3 separate regions of the Mus musculus genome follow, and regions 2 and 3 are each linked to region 1. Evidence: chromatin contacts called from public HiChIP or PLAC-seq data. All regions are on one chromosome and are shown on one strand. Each heading gives the region's core, a stretch centred on a gene start, on an enhancer-like site or on the middle of the called end of the contact. The rest is flanking DNA. Distances are from core to core; before and after follow the strand shown. Region 1 overlaps Hdac9 (histone deacetylase 9). Region 2 overlaps Snx13 (sorting nexin 13). Region 3 overlaps Snx13 (sorting nexin 13).

The links. HiChIP or PLAC-seq counts read pairs in DNA pulled down with a chosen protein or histone mark.
Region 2: an H3K27ac HiChIP or PLAC-seq map of double positive thymocytes shows a contact between it and region 1, with 5 read pairs. The contact joins two enhancer-like sites. A contact is called at or near these places in 2 of 15 datasets of contacts at CTCF or cohesin (large pre-B cells and pro-B cells), 1 of 484 Hi-C or Micro-C datasets (bone marrow-derived macrophages) and 4 of 115 datasets of contacts at active chromatin or transcription factors (bone marrow-derived macrophages, double positive thymocytes, embryonic basal ganglia and 1 more).
Region 3: a contact with region 1 is called in a RAD21 HiChIP or PLAC-seq map of pro-B cells, with 7 times the contacts expected there. The contact joins two enhancer-like sites. A contact is called at or near these places in 2 of 15 datasets of contacts at CTCF or cohesin (large pre-B cells and pro-B cells) and 2 of 484 Hi-C or Micro-C datasets (B cells and bone marrow-derived macrophages).

What each region holds. Positions count from the first base shown.
Region 1 is chr12:34,658,202-34,662,396 of GRCm38.p6, forward strand. The region is part of intron 3 of Hdac9 (histone deacetylase 9); the gene reads right to left. Among named protein-coding and RNA genes, the nearest start is that of Gm46347, 130 kb to the right of the region's middle. Within about 2 kb of position 2,035, at least 12 of the 459 cell types and tissues checked have an H3K27ac peak or open chromatin away from gene starts, as enhancers often do. A contact at or near this core is called in double positive thymocytes and pro-B cells, where this site is marked.
Region 2 is chr12:35,144,173-35,148,367 of GRCm38.p6, forward strand. It overlaps Snx13 (sorting nexin 13), which reads left to right. Exons shown (of 26, transcript NM_001014973.2): 26 at 1-3,305. The coding sequence ends at 164. Among named protein-coding and RNA genes, the nearest start is that of Mir680-3, 49 kb to the right of the region's middle. Within about 2 kb of position 2,344, at least 5 of the 459 cell types and tissues checked have an H3K27ac peak or open chromatin away from gene starts, as enhancers often do. A contact at or near this core is called in double positive thymocytes and pro-B cells, where this site is marked.
Region 3 is chr12:35,121,980-35,126,174 of GRCm38.p6, forward strand. It overlaps Snx13 (sorting nexin 13), which reads left to right. Exons shown (of 26, transcript NM_001014973.2): 19 at 939-1,046; 20 at 2,451-2,561. Among named protein-coding and RNA genes, the nearest start is that of Mir680-3, 71 kb to the right of the region's middle. Within about 2 kb of position 1,847, at least 24 of the 459 cell types and tissues checked have an H3K27ac peak or open chromatin away from gene starts, as enhancers often do. A contact at or near this core is called in pro-B cells, where this site is marked.

The DNA.
Region 1 (4,195 bases), core at 785-3,284:
AATACATTCCCTGAGCAGTGTTCTGAAGTCCACCTCTCCAACCCAGCACATCAACGCATGCAGTGAGAGCCTTGACTTTGACCACCATGTTCCCATTTGAATATTTAAGGCAGGGGCGACTTACATCTTACAAAGCCAAGAATCTTTTAAAGTGAATTTCTGGGAGGTTTGAGATAGCGGCTGCTCCAACAATTGTAGTACTGCACTGCCCTCCAGAGGGGAATCCTTGGCAAATACTCACAATCCATGAACTACAGAGGGGATTGGGGACTGTGTGGCAAAAGTCTTCACTGTGATTCTTGTACTTCTTTCTCTCACATCTTAAAAAGAAACAGGTCTGTAAATCAGCGGCAGCCCCGATGCTCTGAGCACACAGCGCCTTGTCTTAGGTCTTCTGTCTTGTGTCATCTCGAAAATTTATATTTGCTGCAGCTTTCACTAAGTGATAAATATTAATTATTTCTGTCGGAAGCCTTGTTTATTCATGCATATTTTACAGAAAAAATCACACTAAACACATAGCCAGAGGCAGCCTTTGCAAGCTGAGACTCCTCACAGATGACTTGCAGGCACACAAAGGATAGCTAGAGACAGGATATTTTACTGTCTAATTATGTTGTCACCACCTAACTGAAATGTGAAGGGTGCCCAAAGCTATTGTGAGAAAAATATAACTTATCTTGAACTTCCCTCTTCTTCCATTATGGAACCCATTTCTACTCTGTCCTGCATGCCATCTCAGACAAGGGCTGGTTTCTGTGGCTTGTCAATTCCTGGTTACGCAGTATCTGTTCCAAATGAAAGAAGTTAAGTCAGAGCTGATGATTTCTCAGTTTTGTTCTTGTGGGACAAAGTCAACTTGTGAATGAAGAGCCTCTGCTTGGAAAAGTTAAACGATGACAAATATATATGTAGGGCTTCACAAATAATAATTCAATTATCACATCTATGACAGTGATACTGTCACCACCAGCTGCTTTTGGTGCCAATGAGTCACAAACAGGTTAATTCGGGATCACAGAACTGGGATGTGATAGAGCCGAGATCCAAATTTAGTTTAGCTTCAGAGTCTTATTTCTTGGCGTTTTTTTACATTAACTTAATATGCTAACAAATAGGTAAATACCCTGCCTAGCAAACTATAAATATCATTAATAATATTTTAAATGAAGTTAATATTTAGATCATGTCTCTATAGTCCATAACACACAAAATTATTAGAATCTCCATGGACCTTGGAAATGCTGCAAATTGGAATAAAATATAAAGTAATTTTGTGATAATTAGAAAATATCTAATCTCATTAGCTTTTAGGAGAAAACACCAAGACATAGAAACAACAAAAATGGTGGATCTGTAGTTAACAGCAGTCGTTGCTATTCGAGAGGACCCGGGGTTTGTTTCCCAGTTTCCATGTGGTGGCTCAGAAGCATCTGTTGTGAAGATCTAGCGCACTCTTCTGACCTCCATGGGTGCCAGGTATCACAAAGTGCATTTATACACACATAGTCAAAACACTCATACATATAAAACAAAACTAAATAAATCTTTGTGCATGCAGTCAAAAGACTCATAAAAACTACCAAAATACTAACATCCTTCTTAAGATCATGAAGATAAATTGTATAAACATATAGATTTATTCCTCAAATATCAAGGACCTCATTAGATATGAAGGAACCTACATGTCGCATATATATATATATATGTGTGTGTGTGTGTGTGTGTGTGTGTGTATATATATATATATATATATAAACCATCATCACTTTTAGTAATTGTGATGATGTATCTCTTAACAAAGGAAGGAGGAAGACAATATGCCTGGTGACTTCCAATGGAACCACAGAGGTATCATCATAAACAGTCACATAAAAGCCATGTACACAAAATACACAAAATGAATTTCAGGCTATACTGAGAAAACAATGTTCTTGCATCAAGCACTGGCTGGCCTGCTAGCCAGGTGGCTGGATTTAGAAACCAGAAGGCCCCGGGGAAGGCAGTCGTCGGTAACTACAAAGCTAATGTGGTCAATGCCCGGTGTCGTTATGGGGATTAGAGGGGGGTCACACTCCACAGCAGCACCTGCACAACTATGACATAAGCTTCTAGCTGACATAAATCATACTCTCTCTGTTTTGAAAGCAAATAATAAAATAGTTGTTCCATGTCTCTTGACCTTTACTTCTGGGAAACTTACATTTTTCCCTTTTTTGCTTTGGAAGGAAACCTCCCCAGCCCCTCCCCTCCTCCCCCCACCCCTGCCACAATGAAACATACTCAAAACACCCATTTCTGAACACATGCATAAAAAGTCATCTCCTTATCTCCAAAGTAATTCTAAACACCATTAACTTATTATGTTGCAAAGTAGCTTAACATAAGGCAGAAAGGCAGGAGGAGAACAAGACACTCAGAAAGACAGACACCAAAAGGAAAGCCAGGGGTTAATAGAGATGGAGACCTGTAGCTGCCCAGCTGAAGATGGAGAAAAACCACTGAGGCATTTCCACCGAGAGCTGCTAAAGGTTACTTAACAAGAATGCAGGGAACGTGCTGCACACTTGGTTTCTAGATTCATCTTTCCCATAGAATCCAATTATGCAAAATTGCACTTTGCCCAAGCCTGCTTCTCAAGTCAGCTTTAACTTGATATAAGATTCAATGAAATGAAAAGAGAAGACAGAAATCACCCTGAAGTCACTGAATTAAAGATATGTTTTATAATTGCAGACATTTATAAATCCAATTTGCCATAAAAGCAAAATGCAGAGTGGTAATGTGACAGGAAGGGGGAAACCCACTGAATGAGCATTATCCTGTGTCTATACTATAGCTTCTGCTCAGAGACAATAGCCAGGCCTGCTATATAGGGAGCATTTTATTTGCATTCTAAGATTCATACTCACACACATGATGGTTCTCTAGTGTCTCAGAGAAGACCAAGGGAGCTGCGCACATTATTTATAGTGAATGGCTGACTTACGAGAGAGAAAAATGATCTTTACAAAACAATTAAGGGTCAGTATATTGGGTACATGGACAGAAATACCAGCAAAATGTGTGCTGTGCACATGGACATATAAACCACCAGCAACAGACTTAGCACATAGATACATAAACCAGCAAGAACCAGGGACAATATTGTGCAAAAACCATGGGCCAAAAAGGGGCAATGCTGTGCATGTGGACACACAGTGCAACAAAGAGCAGTGTTGTGTACATTGAAACATAAGCCATCAAGACTCAATACTATGAACAGAATATATAAATAATAAAAGGGTGGTGCTGTGTATATTTAGACACAAAAGCAAGGATCAGTATTGTACACATGGACACATAAGCCACCAAGGGGCAGTGTTGTACACATGTACACATATACACACTAAAACAAAACAGCAAGGGGCAGTGCTGTATACATAGACCATAAACCACTAGAGGAGTCATCTTTTTTTGATCCACCAGCACAGAAATGCTATGCTCTAACAAATAACCCAGGAGATTCTCATTGAAAATTTTGAGACTTAGTAAAGTGCACCTGTGGCTTTTTTTTTATCCTCCTATCTCACCTAGTTCCATTTTAGAAAGAAAGAGTCAAAATGTTTGGCCTTTTAACCCTTCACTTGTCTCAAAATCACATACTTAGGGTCCTATTTGAAAAATAAATAGAGAAGGCTGTGAATTACTAACTTAAAAATGTTTTCAGTGAATCAGCTTTGAGTAGATTAGTGGTTTTCAGCCTGTGGGTTGCAAACCAATGGGGGTAAAACAACTTTTTTCACAGGATCCTCATAACAGATATCCTACATATTAAATAGCTACATTATGGTTCATAAGTAGCAAAATTATAGCTATGAAGTAACAATAAAAATAATTCTATGGTTGGGGGTCACAACATGAGGAACTATATAAAAGGGTCACAGCATTGGAACGGTTGAGAACGGCTGCTTTAGATCCACGATTATTTGAGCAGAATAAGAGTAAGCACAATTCACATGGAAGCTGTTGGACTTCCTTTTCCATTACATTTCGTGTCAATGTCTACCGAAGGACGCTTAAAGACAGACCATCCCTATACAGTCTTATAAAGTGACCCCTGGCTAAGCATCCTCAAAAAGTCCTGTTCAGATTGTCATAGTGTCAGGGCATCTTACTCAGTATTTTATGGCTTAGCAACCGAGCAAAAAGTGTG
Region 2 (4,195 bases), core at 1,094-3,593, 490 kb after region 1:
ATAGGAGAATGGTGTATGTCTTCTTAGAAGGCTTTTTAGAAACCTTATTTCCACAGTATAAATTTCGTGAACTTTTCAACAAACTTCATTCAAGGTCAAAGCAAATGCAGAAATATAAACAAAAACTTCAAAGTACTCAAGCGCCTTCTTTACAAAAAAGGTGACACTCCAACGTGTGAAGCTGGTGTTCATTTTGTCTAGGACTAATGGTGTGGACAGATCTCCTGGGGTGTAACTCCCGTACTGTTGTGTCTATACCAGTCTTTCCATGTCTGAAAACAGAATCCTAGTACATCGTAAGACTGGTTCTCCTTTTCAACTGTAATCCACCAATACCAAGAGAGTCCTGTGTCTTACATGGTTTGCTGCGTTATTTGCAACATCGAGAGGATCCTGCCCCGTCTCGTTCAAGAATGGAGTCGGTCTCTTCTGTTCCAGACTAATCAGCATTCTCTCCCAGTGCCAGAGTGCCAGAGTGTGTGTGTGGGAGCTGAGGGAAGCACAAAGCAATGGGTCACAGGTAACTTAGCTAACTAGTGTGGTGGCTGCAGAGCGCAGCTCAGAGTTGGAGAGATTTGTCTCCCTCAAGGATCTTGTGGGGCATCAGCATTTTGCTATCATGTGGGTTAGCAGGTGAGTGATCTTCAGAACAATTGTCCAGTTGTTTCCAGGTAGCCTGGGCAAAGTGAGGGAAAGAATGCCCTTAGTGCAGGAAATCACCCTTCCCAAATTACCGTCCTGTGTAAAGCATTTTAATATAAAGCCAATCAAAACTAGCATTTGATTGGATTTATTATTCACCGATGGAAATGTTGGTTGATTCTCTTTGGTGATGTGCTGTATGGGCTCGGCCTTGCTCTTAGGGCCCTCACCTCTCCACCTCTCCTTTGGCATTCTGTGCAGAAGAAGCATGTGGTAGCTCTCTTAGGAGTTCACATTTTTTAATCTTTTAACAGATTACTGATTATATAGAAGGGAAATTATTTATTGTAAGAACTGCCAAATACATTGTCCTTCTAAAAATTGGAAATTAAAGCAGTACTCTATTGAAAGTTACCATATGATAACTTTAAATTGTATGATCTAGACATGCCTTAGGTAACTACCAATATAGCAAATCAAAGGATTAATGAGCTTCTAGTCCTATGTAAACATACAAATGCCTAATTCTACTATGTGTACATATATAAAAATAAATAATGAAAACAGAACTGTACTATTTTTAAAAATATGCTTTTATTTATATTTCGCATAATGTAAAATTCTAAATAAAGCTAGTACACAAAACCCTTTGGTGTATACATTTAACTCCCTAATATTTTATATCAGTGAAACAAATACCTTTTCCAGTTGTGAAGCCTTTGCATTTCCTAGTGTTCTCTCCATTTTGTCCATTAGGAAGTCTTCATATCCCATACATGCAGGATTTCTGTACTTTTAAATACTTCCAGTGACTAAGGGTTTGGATATATCAGCTCTTTTTGTTTTAAAAATATTTAACACTAAAACCTTAAAATAGTGAAACTACTTTTCAGACCACTGAGCCAGTATCCTGATATCTAAAGAACGTTTGGGTGCTTGTTGTAAAGGGACAGAGTATTGATAACCCAGCTCTTTGGGAGCTTGGAGCCTGGAATGGGATTTGTCTTGCTGTCTTTCAGATCCTTCTTACCCAGTGAAGCCTAGTAATAAGAGGGAAGCCTTCCTGTAAGGCTCTCCAATGCTCACCAGTGCTGTGTGCATATGTGGAGTATGCACACACTCAGCATGCGTTGCATGTCTTTCAGAATTACATAAGTAAAGCCCCTTTCAAAACTTGCAAGTGAGGAAAGATTCTGTTTGTCTGGCAGAAGAAATGTTTCCTATACTCATATGCTCCTGCCCTGCCGGCCCTTCCTCGGCCCCAGGCTTAAAATTGGATGCATCAGGTCTGTGGGAAGCCTCAGCATGGCCACAAGTGCAATAATTTCATACACAGCCTCCTGTCTCAGTTATATTCTTACATGAGTACATTTAAGTGCATACAGAAGGATTCATGCAAGAGCCTAGTGTGTACATGTGAAAATAAAGTGAGAAAACTGTCAACCAGGGGAAAAAGAGGTCATACAAAATGCAGATTCTTCTTCTAACAGCCCTGCAAGACAACTGCAACCTCACCAAAACAAAACAAAGAGCAAAATCAGAACTGTTCGAGGAAGTGGTCTTTAAAGGAACCTCGGCTGAGAAGCTTTTATATTTCAGGAGCAGAAATGTCAAATGGCCACGTGTCTGTGCACGTCTGTGTCTTACAACAGAGTGTGGTCGTTGGCCCTAGGCTTGGTCCAGCTGTGTAGAGTGTTTAACCGATGAGTAGAGTACAGTATTCTCTGGTTAATAAAATTATTCTATTTAGTGCACTTGTTGCACAGATGAACATAGACACAAAGAGGCTATATGTCTTCTGCTGAACACTTTTAAGTCAGTAGTGGTGCCTTTAGGCAAAACCGTCAAAATTAATCATTCTTTTGGGTTTTCTGATATTTTTTTTTTCAGGTAGTGTAAAACTACAAAAAACCCATCACAGCTTATTCACCTAAAATTTGATTGTATGACTTAAATGTCACACTTAGATGAGCATTTCCTATAGCTCAAGTGTCCCATGCAGTTGCTGGAAACAGTTGTGCCATTGACCAGTGGATGCACTTTGTTAGCCTTAATTTAAACAACAACAACAACAAAATTTCTTGAATATATCAGTTTGATCACTACAAGTTTGCTGCAGGTGTTTGGGGAAAAAAGAGTTAAGTGCAATGAAAGTGTACCTTTTTTTTTAGAAAAAAATTAAGAACATAATTTTCACAATCTACAGTTTTAATTTTGTGCAATATTTTCATTTAATGCATGTTTGAGTAATTGTATAATAACTACATTTTTAATGTTTTGAGATCTAATTTAACTGTCTTATTAACCCAACAACTTCATTCCGTTGTTGCTGCACCTTAATTAAGGACTTGTTTTAAAAGTCTTTTTGTCACTCCTTGTAAAATTCTTTTCTTAGTAGAAAATTTTGCTTATGGGAGCATGGCTCCTGTATTATAAGGGAAAACTAAAGAGCACATTTTAGGGTTTTAATTGTTAAAAACTACCTTGTGCATATCTCTGTATATAAGCGTCGATCGTGCCTACCGCTCTATCAATGCTCTCCTCTAACCAAGGGGAAAGAATCAGAATGTCAGTTACTTTTATTAACGACAGAAATTAAAATTTTTATTTGGTTTGTGTTATGTTCTGTCTGTTAGAAAATACTAATAAAGTATTAACAAACAGTTCTGATGTGTTTACTTGGCAGTATGTATTTTTTAAAATGCTTGTTCAATGGTCTTGTTTTTATAGTCTCTGAGCACTTTTGTTTCAATTCAGAATTTGAGCAGTCAAGTTTCAAGATTATAGATGAACTACAGAATAATTAAAACTAGCTGCATTTAATTTCTTTCATGGGATAAACCATTGGCTACCAAAATCTTAAAAGAAACTTTCTATTTTATTGTCACATAAAATTAGGTAGTGATTTTCTGAAAGACAAAGATCTAGAACTTAGCAAATTTTATTTGATGTCATTTGCAATTCACATTTTGACTGGTATTTTAGACATGTTCTGTTTTAAAAGACAGTTGCTTTGACATTCAGTAATATGCTTGGTTGGTCAAAATATGTATAGCTTTCTTGGTCTACATCCAGAAACTGCTCAGGCATTAAATCAATACCTGTTACCTTACTAAGAACTGGCATACTATTTCTTAGAATACTATTGTAAATATCAGCCCCCTTAAGCTGAGTTGTTGTGCTTTAAGATGTCCTTTAAGATGTGCTCTGACAGAACTGTCAGAAGTAGTATCCAGAATGCCAGAATGGTAACAGTCCAAAACATTGTATCAGACTCTTTGAAACAGCTTACCTACTTCCTAAACTTCATTGAGCACAGAATCTTTGACAGCCTCTTCCCCAGCTTCCTGGCCTACTAAAAGTCCAGACTCAAAGGAAACATACTCTGTATGAACCGTGGTTTTCATACCGTCTAGGTTTACTGAGCTATCCTACTAGCTGGAACATTCCTAAAACAAAGTTCACAGACAGCTGAGCCCTGGAGCAAGGTGAACAACAGCCCTGCTTACAGGGACAACAGCCAGGCCAGCTCTACCACTTCTTTAGCACAGTT
Region 3 (4,195 bases), core at 597-3,096, 460 kb after region 1:
CATTGCTTTTATTTGTCAGAATCTTACAGTTTGGGATGGAAATGATTCTGAATCTCATATATTCTCTCCCTCTCTCTCCATCTTCCTCTCAATGTTTGCAGCAGGAATTGGTCTTAATGTATTTTAAACAAAGGATTAAAAAAAAAAAGCTTTGCTTGTCTCAGTGTATGTAATATGGAAAGAGGGAAGAGACTGCCTAAAGTTTCAGGTACTGGCTGTTGGCCAGGCCTTACCCTACGTCATCCCAGCAATAGACATAGCAACAGCTTGTGCATGAGACGGTGTAGTAGATTACTATCATGGTTGCACCTAATATTAAGTCTGCAAAACCAAGACTGCTATATTGCTCTGTATTTTTACATTACAAAGAAAACAATAGCATGACAGTGACTATTGGGTCCTTTTCATTAGTGTCACTTATGAGTTTACTTTTCATATGATGAGGAAAGGTTATTAATATTTAATATAATTGTATGCAAAGTTGTAATACAGATCCTGTCTATAATTAGTAGTTTGTCTTTCTGCTTTTTAAAGATATATACTACAGTGATTATTTTATAGTCACTAATATTAAAATTGTCTCTTAGATTTTAACAAGCCATAATATCATAACTGATTCAAATTTTAATTTCTTAATACTCTCTTCATGAGTCAAATGGCTAGGAAAAGGATTGCTGCTTTACTACGAAATTTGACTGATCTGAAAATTAGAACTGCAAAATGAAACTTGATATGGCAGAGTGCCCATTTTCATCAGTTATCCACTTTTATTCTCCATTGTCAATTTTTTATGATAAAAAATTTTTGGGTTTTGTGGACAATGTGATCGTGATGTTTTGTTTAATGTAAGAAATAAGATACTTTGACATGTAGAAAAAATGTTACGTGGAGATGATTTCTTTTAAAAAAAGAAGTATTGAATGTCTTTTCTCTTCTAGTTTGAAAATCTGTCAAGCATATTGAAGCTTCCTGGTAAAAAGACGTTTAACAATATGGATAGAGATTTTTTAGAAAAGAGGAAAAAGGATTTAAATGCCTACTTGCAGGTAAGGTGGTTATAGTATTGCCCGTAGATTTCATTTGTTACAGCACACAAGTAGAGTAGATGTCTTTATTGAGTTATGTTTGGTGCAGCATGTGTGTGACATGCCTGTGACACTGTACCCCACATCCAGCCTTGTTAGCAGTGAGAACAACACAACTGAATAGTTTGGCTGACTGTAATTGTGGACAAATAACTAATTTTAGTAGTATCAAATACGATATGTAGTCTTTTAAGTAGTTTATTGTTTCTGTATTTAATGTTAAACTTAGACATTTTCTTTTAAGCACTTAAGACTTTTGCTTATTTGTGTTTAGATGAATATGTATAATATGTGTTTCAGATTATTATAACTAGATATATAGTATGATTTACCCCGAAGTTAAATGCTTATAATTTAATACATGATAGCTTTTTAGGTTACCACAGAACGTAGTTCATTTTTGTTCCCAGAATAGTTCCTGAGAGAAATAGAGCTGAAGATATATCCTGGGCTCATCATCTTAGTCATAAAATTTCCTCACAGGAAATAACATGTTTTACAAGTTACATATTGTGTAGGCTGGTCGAATGCCTAGAGATACATTTTATACCTGAATACCCAAACCCCAGGTAGAGTCATGAACCTTGTCAGTTCATCCTAGTTAGTGGTTTCTAATGTTCTTGCATATTTTAGAAAGGTGTCATCCCAGTTGGCAGTGTTCCATTATCTAGCTTCCTGTTTTCTACAAAAGGAGTCAGGAGACTGCAGCAGGAAGCCACCTGTTGAAACCACGGATTTATATCTCTAGCTGGTAGCTGGGTTTTTGTTTGTCTGTCTGTTTTTGGTTTTTCACAAGCAGCAGATTTAAACAGTTATAACGATTGTAATTTGCTGCTGTGTATTGAAAGGCCAGGATAGGAAGGAAGAGCAGCTGGCTGTCACTTCATTCTTTCCCAGCGGGAAAGTGCAGTGCATAGATGCTGCATTGATAAAACTTGTTAAACACTTGACTTCAAAATACTCAGTTTTAGTTTTGTTAAGATCCCTAACAGTTTTGTACATTGATAAAATGACTTTTCCCAGTTGTGGTACTATAAGTTTAAGGGTGACTGACTCTCTTATACTTTTAGCTCATAGACTCAGTATGTCACCACTTTTGCCTTAGAAGCAACTAAGCTAGATTATTAAGATTATTGAGTTTATTTGCATTCATGAAAGGAATATGTTTTGGATTTTTTATTACACTTGAAAGTTTCTATTCATATATATTATAAAATCCTATTTTCATTACTCTTAAACTTTAGCAGTATTATAATAAACAGCACAGTTTCTAGTATGGATAAGCTGTAGAGCCAGATATTTTATAAAGTGGAATTAACATAAATGCTATTTTACCATCTTAAGATTTCTTCTTTTCCCTATTAGTTACTCTTGACTCCTGAAATGATGAAGGCATCCCCGGCGCTGGCTCACTGTGTCTATGATTTCCTTGAGAACAAAGCCTACAGTAAAGGGAAGGGTGATTTTGCTCGAAAGGTTGGCATATTATTGAATTTCCTTTTAAGAACTTTCTTGCTTTTTTTTTAAATAAAGGAAACTATAGACATATATATTTTAAAATGATTTGTTAAGTAGGTCTTGTCATGTTGGCTTAGTCAGTATGCTGTTGCTTGATGTATCTGTTCATACCAAATATGCAAATGAAAGATCACTGACCAAATCATCATGGCCACATTAATTCATGCAAGCAGTTAATTAAAGCATCATTTTTAAAATTTGTGTACATGGACTACTTCTCTCTAGAAGTAGAGTTCAGGGGATCAGAATGGAAGTGAAGAAGACAAGGATTTTATTGCTGAGGGCTAGAGGGTTTCCAAATGGAGGATTTGGCAGGCAAATTTGTCAGGGTTACAGGAGCAGAATAAGCATAACAAGTTAGCTATAAGGAAGGACCTCCGGAAACAAAGATACTCTTATAAGGAGTTATAACAACAGGGAGTCATAGAAACCTCTGGAAACAAAGATACAGTTGCAAGATGGTTGTAACAAGCTTTTGAAACAAAGACATGGCCGTCACTGGAAGAACAGTGTAAACCATTTGTAGTTAAGGTTACAGGCAAGGCAATAGCCCAGTTTTTGGGAAACAGATGTAATCACAAGCAAGAATGAACCAAGTTTATCTTTAGTATGAGTTGGCTTTTAAGCCAAATATTGGGGACAGGCTGGTTCATCATATCTTATATACATGTTATATATACGTTATGATCTAGTGGCGCTTGACAGAAAGAAAACAAAGAAACAGATTTCTAAAGTTAAGAAAAGTTTGCCTAAGGTAGGTTACAAGCTTTTTATTATTTTAAGTAGGCAGTGTATTTTACTGGGGAGAAATGTGTTTCAGTTGAATTAAACACAAGAAAAATGTTAAATAGGATGTGTTCTGAAAGTATTTTTACCTCTTGGGTGAAGTGCTTGTTATTTAAACTATCTTAGATAATTTAAAATATGGTTCCAGGCCTGCACTTTGAGTTAAGTGTCGTGGTATCGACAGAAGAGACTGCCCCACCCGGAGATACATCCCATAATCAGCCACCAAACCCAGACACTATTGCATATGCCAGCAAGATTTTACTGAAAGGACCCTGGTATAGGTGTCTTGAGTGAGGCTATGCCAGTGCCTGGCAGATACAGAAGTGGATGCTCATAGTCATCTATAGGATGAAACACAGGGCCCCCAATGGAGGAGCTAGAGAAAGTACCCAAGGAGCTAAAGGGAACTGCAACCCTATAGGTGGAACAACAATATGAACTAACCAGTACCCCCCCAGAGCTCATGTCTCCAGCTGCATATGTAGCAGAAGATGGCCTAGTCGGCCATCATTGGGAAGAGAGGCCCCTTGGTCTTGCAAACTTTATATGCCCCAGTACAGGGGAATGCCAGGGCCAAGAAGTGGGAGTGGGTGGGTAGGGAAGCAGGGCGGGGGGGGGGAGGGTAATAGGGAACTTTTGGGATAGCATTTGAAAAATAAATAAAGAAAATATCTAATTAAAAAAAAAAAAGAAGCCTTATAAACAGTTTTCAAAGTCCTGTGTCCTTCTTTGCTAGGGACCATCAGTGTATTTTTCATTTTGTTACTTTAGTTTTCTCAAGAAGTCAAGATTTCTGCATCTAA